Regions from separate parts of the Mus musculus genome. Here region 1 is linked to region 2. Evidence: chromatin contacts called from public Hi-C data. All regions are on one chromosome and are shown on one strand. Each heading gives the region's core, a stretch centred on a gene start, on an enhancer-like site or on the middle of the called end of the contact. The rest is flanking DNA. Distances are from core to core; before and after follow the strand shown. Region 1 has its middle 7.3 kb from the start of Gm41517. Region 2 has its middle 40 kb from the start of Gm34507.

Evidence for each region. Hi-C and Micro-C count contacts between places; a contact is called where the count stands out from the background.
Region 1: a Hi-C map of liver shows a contact between it and region 2, with 2.4 times the contacts expected there. The contact joins two enhancer-like sites. A contact is called at or near these places in 2 of 39 promoter capture datasets (both in liver), 4 of 484 Hi-C or Micro-C datasets (liver, nephron progenitors and uterus) and 2 of 115 datasets of contacts at active chromatin or transcription factors (liver and pancreatic cancer cells).

The regions. Positions count from the first base shown.
Region 1 is chr17:4,973,999-4,976,867 of GRCm38.p6, reverse strand. No RefSeq gene overlaps it. Among named protein-coding and RNA genes, the nearest start is that of Gm41517, 7.3 kb to the right of the region's middle. Within about 2 kb of position 1,552, at least 56 of the 459 cell types and tissues checked have an H3K27ac peak or open chromatin away from gene starts, as enhancers often do. A contact at or near this core is called in liver, where this site is marked.
Region 2 is chr17:4,867,009-4,870,054 of GRCm38.p6, reverse strand. No RefSeq gene overlaps it. Among named protein-coding and RNA genes, the nearest start is that of Gm34507, 40 kb to the left of the region's middle. Within about 2 kb of position 1,429, at least 53 of the 459 cell types and tissues checked have an H3K27ac peak or open chromatin away from gene starts, as enhancers often do. A contact at or near this core is called in liver, where this site is marked.

The sequences.
Region 1 (2,869 bases), core at 303-2,802, 110 kb before region 2:
ATAAAGCTTACAGCCAATGAGCTGAGGCAGGAAATAGGAGGTGGAACATCCAGCAGGGATACAGAGAATTCTGGGATAGACGAACATGGGAGGTTTTTGGGGTTGCCAAGGAGATGGATGTAAGAAGATAAGGAGAGGGAACCAGCCATGTAGCTGAATCTAGCTTAGAATTAGAGGATAATAAGTTGAGAGTTAGTTGGAGAGTAAGCCAAAGCTTATGGCATACACATTTATCAGTAAACAATTATCGAGTCTTTATTTCTGGGAGTTAAGCGGTTGGGAAGAAAAACTCGATTTTACTTATACCTCTGGCTGACTGAAATTCACTCTGTGGACCACGATAGCCTCAGATTCATGGAGATCTCCTCCCTCTCTCTTCCTTGGCCCTGAACTTTTGCCTGCACCTCCCTGATTACAGGTGTGCCTTGCCATGTCTGGATCTTTATTATTCTTTATAACTTTGATAATTTAAAAAAGATATTATTTTCTGAGGCCAGGGAGATGGCTCAGTTAGTAAAGCCATGCCTGGAAAACCTAAGGATTCAAGTTGTGTATCCTCAGGACCCACGTGCAAAGGCTTGGTGTGGCATCCTGGGTTTTAATATCAGCCCTGGAGAGAGGGAGGCAGGAGGCAGGCAGACCCCTCAGCTCACAGGCCGGCCAGCCTAGCTCACACAGAGAGTTCCAGGACAGTGAGATACTTTGCCTCAAAACCAAAACTGAACACAGAAAAGGGAAGAATCACAAAGATCTGGGATGGCTCGGTCAGTTAAATGCTTCTTCTGGAAGTGTGAAGACCTGCATGAAGCCCACCACTGTAGGAAAAGCCCAGGTACCCAAGGCCTGGAATCTAGGGCTGGGCGGCCAAGCGGGCGGGGGTGGGGTGGGGTGGCTGTCGAGACAAAACAAGCAAACAGAAGTAACAGAAGTTTGTCAGACAAGCAAGCAAAAAGAAACAGAACAAAAAGAGGGCTACAACTGTTGTGTAGTCTAAAGTAGCAGTAGCTTCCTAAAGTAATAATCCAGGCACACTCCAATAGAAGTCAGGCACAAAGGCTAGGCTCATTTAGCATACAAATAGGCACTATAACAAACACTAACTTCAATTACAGTTAAATGTTATAAAATCTCACAAAACTCAATAATGTAACTTTATTTTTAATTAATTAATTAATTAAGAGTAAGAGTCAGGGTCTCGCTCTGTACTCCTCACTTTCCTAGAACTCATTATAAGTGCCAAACGGTGGGAGGCAGAGGCAGGCGGATTTCTAAGTTCGAGGCCAGCCTGGTCTACAGAGTGAGTTCCAGGACAGCCAGGACTACACAGAGAAACCCTGTCTCGAAAAAACAAACAAACAAACAAAAGACCAAACTGGTCTCGAACACACAGAGATCCACCTGCCTCTGCCTCTTCAGTGCCAGGATTAAAGACATGTACCACTGTGCCTGGCCTAATTTTTATTTTTTATTTTAATTAGAGTTAACAAGCCTCCCTGTAGTTCATGGTACTCCTTACACTTTTTAGGCACATGCTCTTTGAAACCACCACCCTTACTATGACCACGGCTTTAAAATAGAAGAACTAAGCTAGAAAGACAGGTCAGCCTTTTAAATAAACAGTTTTTTTCTAATATGGTTAAACTGTTTTATTTTTTTGGTGGTGGTGGTGGTGGGGGGAGATTGTTGTTGTTGTTGTTGTTGTTGTTGTATCAGCTATGTTTGAGAAAAGTTTATTTTAGCTTCTCAACTCATTACTGCTGATGGCGCTGAGTCCACAGATCGCTCCAGTCTTTTGAAGTCACCGTCACAGCAAGCCAGTCAGGCCAACTGCATTTTTTTTTTTTTTAAACCACACCCCGTGTTTCACTCAGACCTACCTTGCCAGGGCTGTTCTTGGCAGCGGGGTGTGCCAAGGGAGCTATGTAGCCAAGTCACATGGCTCTTGAGCTGGGAGTGGAGCCACAAATTGGCTGGACTCTCCTCCTGGGGATAACATTCATGTTCCACAGAGTCCGCAGAAAGCAGAGTGTCGCTGGGACACTGGGACCCAGTACCTAAAGCCCCTCTGAAGCTGTTGCTTCCTCCGGAGCCTGGGCTGATCCACGCGAGTTGGAAGATCCGATTCCAAATGATAGCTCTGAGATCAAAAGAGGATAAACAAGATCGTGAAAATAATCATTAGTGGGTCCGGCTGCATCCCACTGGTGAGGAAGGAACGGAGCGACTTCCTTGTGTTCCAGCCATGCTTATGGCTCCCCACACACATGTGCACACGCACCTGCACACATACAAAAGTGAGTGTAATTTAAAGATTAAAAAAAGGCAAATAGAAAACATAAACTAAGATGCTGGAAATAAATACAAAATTAGCAGTTGTAACAAATGCAAACGAGCCCATCTGCTTCAAAATAGAGATCACCTGAACTGCGATAGAGCCATTTCATGAACCTTCACATCTGCAGGAGAAAGAACTATGGGAAATAAAAGCCAGATAAATACTAAGCTGGTAAAGGTGGTGGCATATCAATTATGTTTAATATACTTTAGGCACCAACATTCAGCCTAAGAGGGTCATCATTAAATTAAAAAGAAAGAAAGAAAGAAAGAAAAAAGAGTGGCTGCATAATCTTGAGCACCTGAAATCAGTCTCTGAGAGCCATGAATAGAAGGAAAGAGCCAGTTCCCATAAGCCGTCCTCTGCCCTCTGTGCAGCGTTATTGCACGGACATCCCTACACATACACATACACACACACACACGCGCACACGCACATGCACACACACATGCACACATATGCACACACACACTAATGGTAATGTTAATAATAATTATTATAACAACCGCTAAGAAATTATAACAATCCTGAATT
Region 2 (3,046 bases), core at 180-2,679:
AAGGCCGTCCTCTACACTGTAGCGCCTGACACTTGCCAGTGACTGGACGATGGTGACTGGTGAATGGGGTTGGGGGAGAAACGGCAGTCTCCACAAGGCGACTCTCTAGCAGTGACCCTTCAGGTGGCTTTTCTGTGGGAAGAGCTCAGAGAGAAACAGACAGGAAGAAAGGGCTACATCCATGGGCCGGAAGCTCTGACCTGGGTGCTACTCAGGGCTCTTGCATGCATTGCATTTTTGGGTTGGACTTAGGGTTGGATCTTAGAAGCTTTGATTCTAGGAGATAAGTCTTCCTCTGGGATGGTCTGAGGAGCTTTCTGGTCTCTTAGCTAGTAAAGCTGTGAACTAAAAGCCCTCAATGAATCTTTTTCTTTTGCTAAATTCTTTAAGGCAAGCAACTGCATCACACACTTCTTATTTTGACCGCATGTATTGTAGCAACCACCATGTGGACACCCAAAGCCTTGTCTTGTAAGTGATAGTTTAGTGAATATGTTTGCTATTGTGTACCACAGGTTACTAATGGCCTCTCTTTACTGTCAGTGACAGGACATTGATGCCTGGAAACCTAACCATATCTAATTCTACATAAGCTAGTGCCAGTTTTAATGTCCCCTAGAGTCTCCTGCCCTTACCAGTATGGATCCAGGCAGGTTGGATCAGAGAAGCCAGGCCACTGGCTGGGGCATGCAAATAGGATTTCAGGCAGCAACTAGACCAGAGGGTAGTGTGAAAGCTGGCATAAAGTCTGTGGAAGTCTAGTTCCTTTGTACTGGTTTTAAGTTAGAAGCGCTAGGAGTTGGGGAGAAAGCTAGACACAGAAAATTTGGGGCACACCAGAAACTGTGGTGATGAGTTACACTTTCAAGGACAAGCCATCAATCTTGTCTCTCATTGACTTTAGCCTTGGTGACATGAACAACCGCAGAAGTGGCTGGTGGCCTTTGCAGTAACGCTTCACATACTGGGCACAGGGACCAGAGCAGCAGGAAGTTGGCAGGTGTATGAGTCAGGTCAGCAACAGAAAGTACGAGCTGGGACTGTCCCTTAGCGGGTTATCCCGAGTCTTCATTCCTGCCTTAGAAGTGGCCTGCCAGATTTTTCATGGCCAGCCCTAAAGCCAGAACCAGTTAGGTTAAGAAATCTTCAGACATTAAGTTTGCCTTAGCTCTGGTGTTATCCAGGATCCCTGCCAGAAAGAAGTTTCTGGGGCAGATGCGTACAATGTTCAAAAGTGTGGGTGGTGGGCACAGGCTGAGCTGGTAGCTGACGGCTTGGGTCGTCAGGGTACAGATTAGGAGGTACTAGGGTGGTATCCTTCAAACAAACTGGGTGGGAACAATTTCAGTACCTTATACACCCGCAGTTAACATCCAGGGGAAAGCGCCGGGGAATCTAGGCGAGTGACACCCGGGGCAACTCCTGTGAGTCAGGGAGTTTTGTAAACTTTGCAACAGGGAGTGGCATGGGCAGAAGGAAGGCTGTATGCTAGGAAGATATCGGGAACTGGAAGGCTCTTGTTGGCACTTCCAGGTTCTATGCCCTTCAATAAGGACTCGGAGCTGCCGCATGTGGATAGTGGTAGACACAGAGAGAATTAGTTAATAAAGCCTTTGGAGGCAAGGAGAAGGGCTACCCAGTCAGGAAAGGTTAGACTTTCAATAGCAAAGACTATATAAATGATTGGGGTTTTTCTATTGCAGTACCACAGGTTTTTGGGTCATTTCCAAGTGTGTGCATTCCTGTGCATACTCTGTTCCAGGTTGGCCTTGGCGCATGCTCTGTTATAGGTTGGCCTTGGCGCATGCTCTGTTCCAGGTTGGCCTTGGCGGCTGCGGTTTCCAGTGTTTCTGCCAACTGGCTTGTTTCCTATGCCAATATTAATTCTTCTCTCTCCACTTTACTCTCCTGCCACAGTTTTAGATTTATTTATTTATTGTGTTCATTAAGAGGAGAGGGTAGTGCAGGTTTCCAAGCAGAGGCCAGCCTGCAGAGAAGCTGGATAGAAGGGGCTGGTTTTAGAAAAAGTAGAGCGACAGCTCTTTATCATACATGAGGGGAAGAGGGGAGAGGAAAGAAGTGGGGTGAATGTGAACAGGAAAGAAGCAGGAAAGAAAAAAAAAACCCTCACAAACCACGTCTATCTCTGCTAAACAGAAAGGAAACGAGTCCAAGGCAGGGTGGGGAATCTGGATTCAGACCAGAGGGATAAGTTGGCGTCCACAAGGAGAGAACCGACAAGCTTCACAGAGAAACTTGAGAATACCCTCCTGTGAGCAGGAGGCTCTACCCCTGTGAGCTCTCCTCCCTTGTCATTGGCTGAATTGGCTCATCCTAGATGTTCAATCTTAGTGCAATTAAAAGACATTGAGTTCATAGCCTTACCTCATAAGTTTAATTTTCTAATAGGGATTTTGCTCACTTATGAACCTTATTTCTGTATTCCTTTTGCTTTGACATCTGCTAAATAAGGCTGACTAGACAATTGGGTATACCTTCACTCTACAGGGTTGATAAGAGTTTAAACTAGTTGGCTTTCATATTTGAGGGTAGAAATGTATTCAGTTTTCCTGGTTGCTCCTTAAAACCCGGTAGGAGCCTCACGGTCTAAGGTGAATAGGCCTGAGTTGGATCACATGGCTGCCCACTAAAGCTCTGATCTGTGTTGGCTGGGCTAAGTTGGGCAAGCTCTTTCCCTGGTCTGCAGCAGTGGTGTAGTAATGGTACAGATGCCAAAGGAGGTGCCATGAGAAGTGAGCGGAATAACCCACAAAGCCCAGCATGGTGCGGGCATGTGCCAAGACTTGGAGATTACCTGCAGGTGGAGAGGTAGACAGAGACTTGGACAACAGCTGTGCCTGGAGTAGGTTTAAGATACTATCTTCTGGGATCTTTGAAAGGTTCCCGACAGAGCTGGTATCTTTCCCCTAATACCCAGTGATGTGTTTATAAAAAGATAAAGAGAGGAGGGGATATGTTCTATGGAGGTGTGGTGAGGTGTGGGGGAAGGGGGTGCCTCAGCGGGCCCATGCCAAGGCATCCCTTC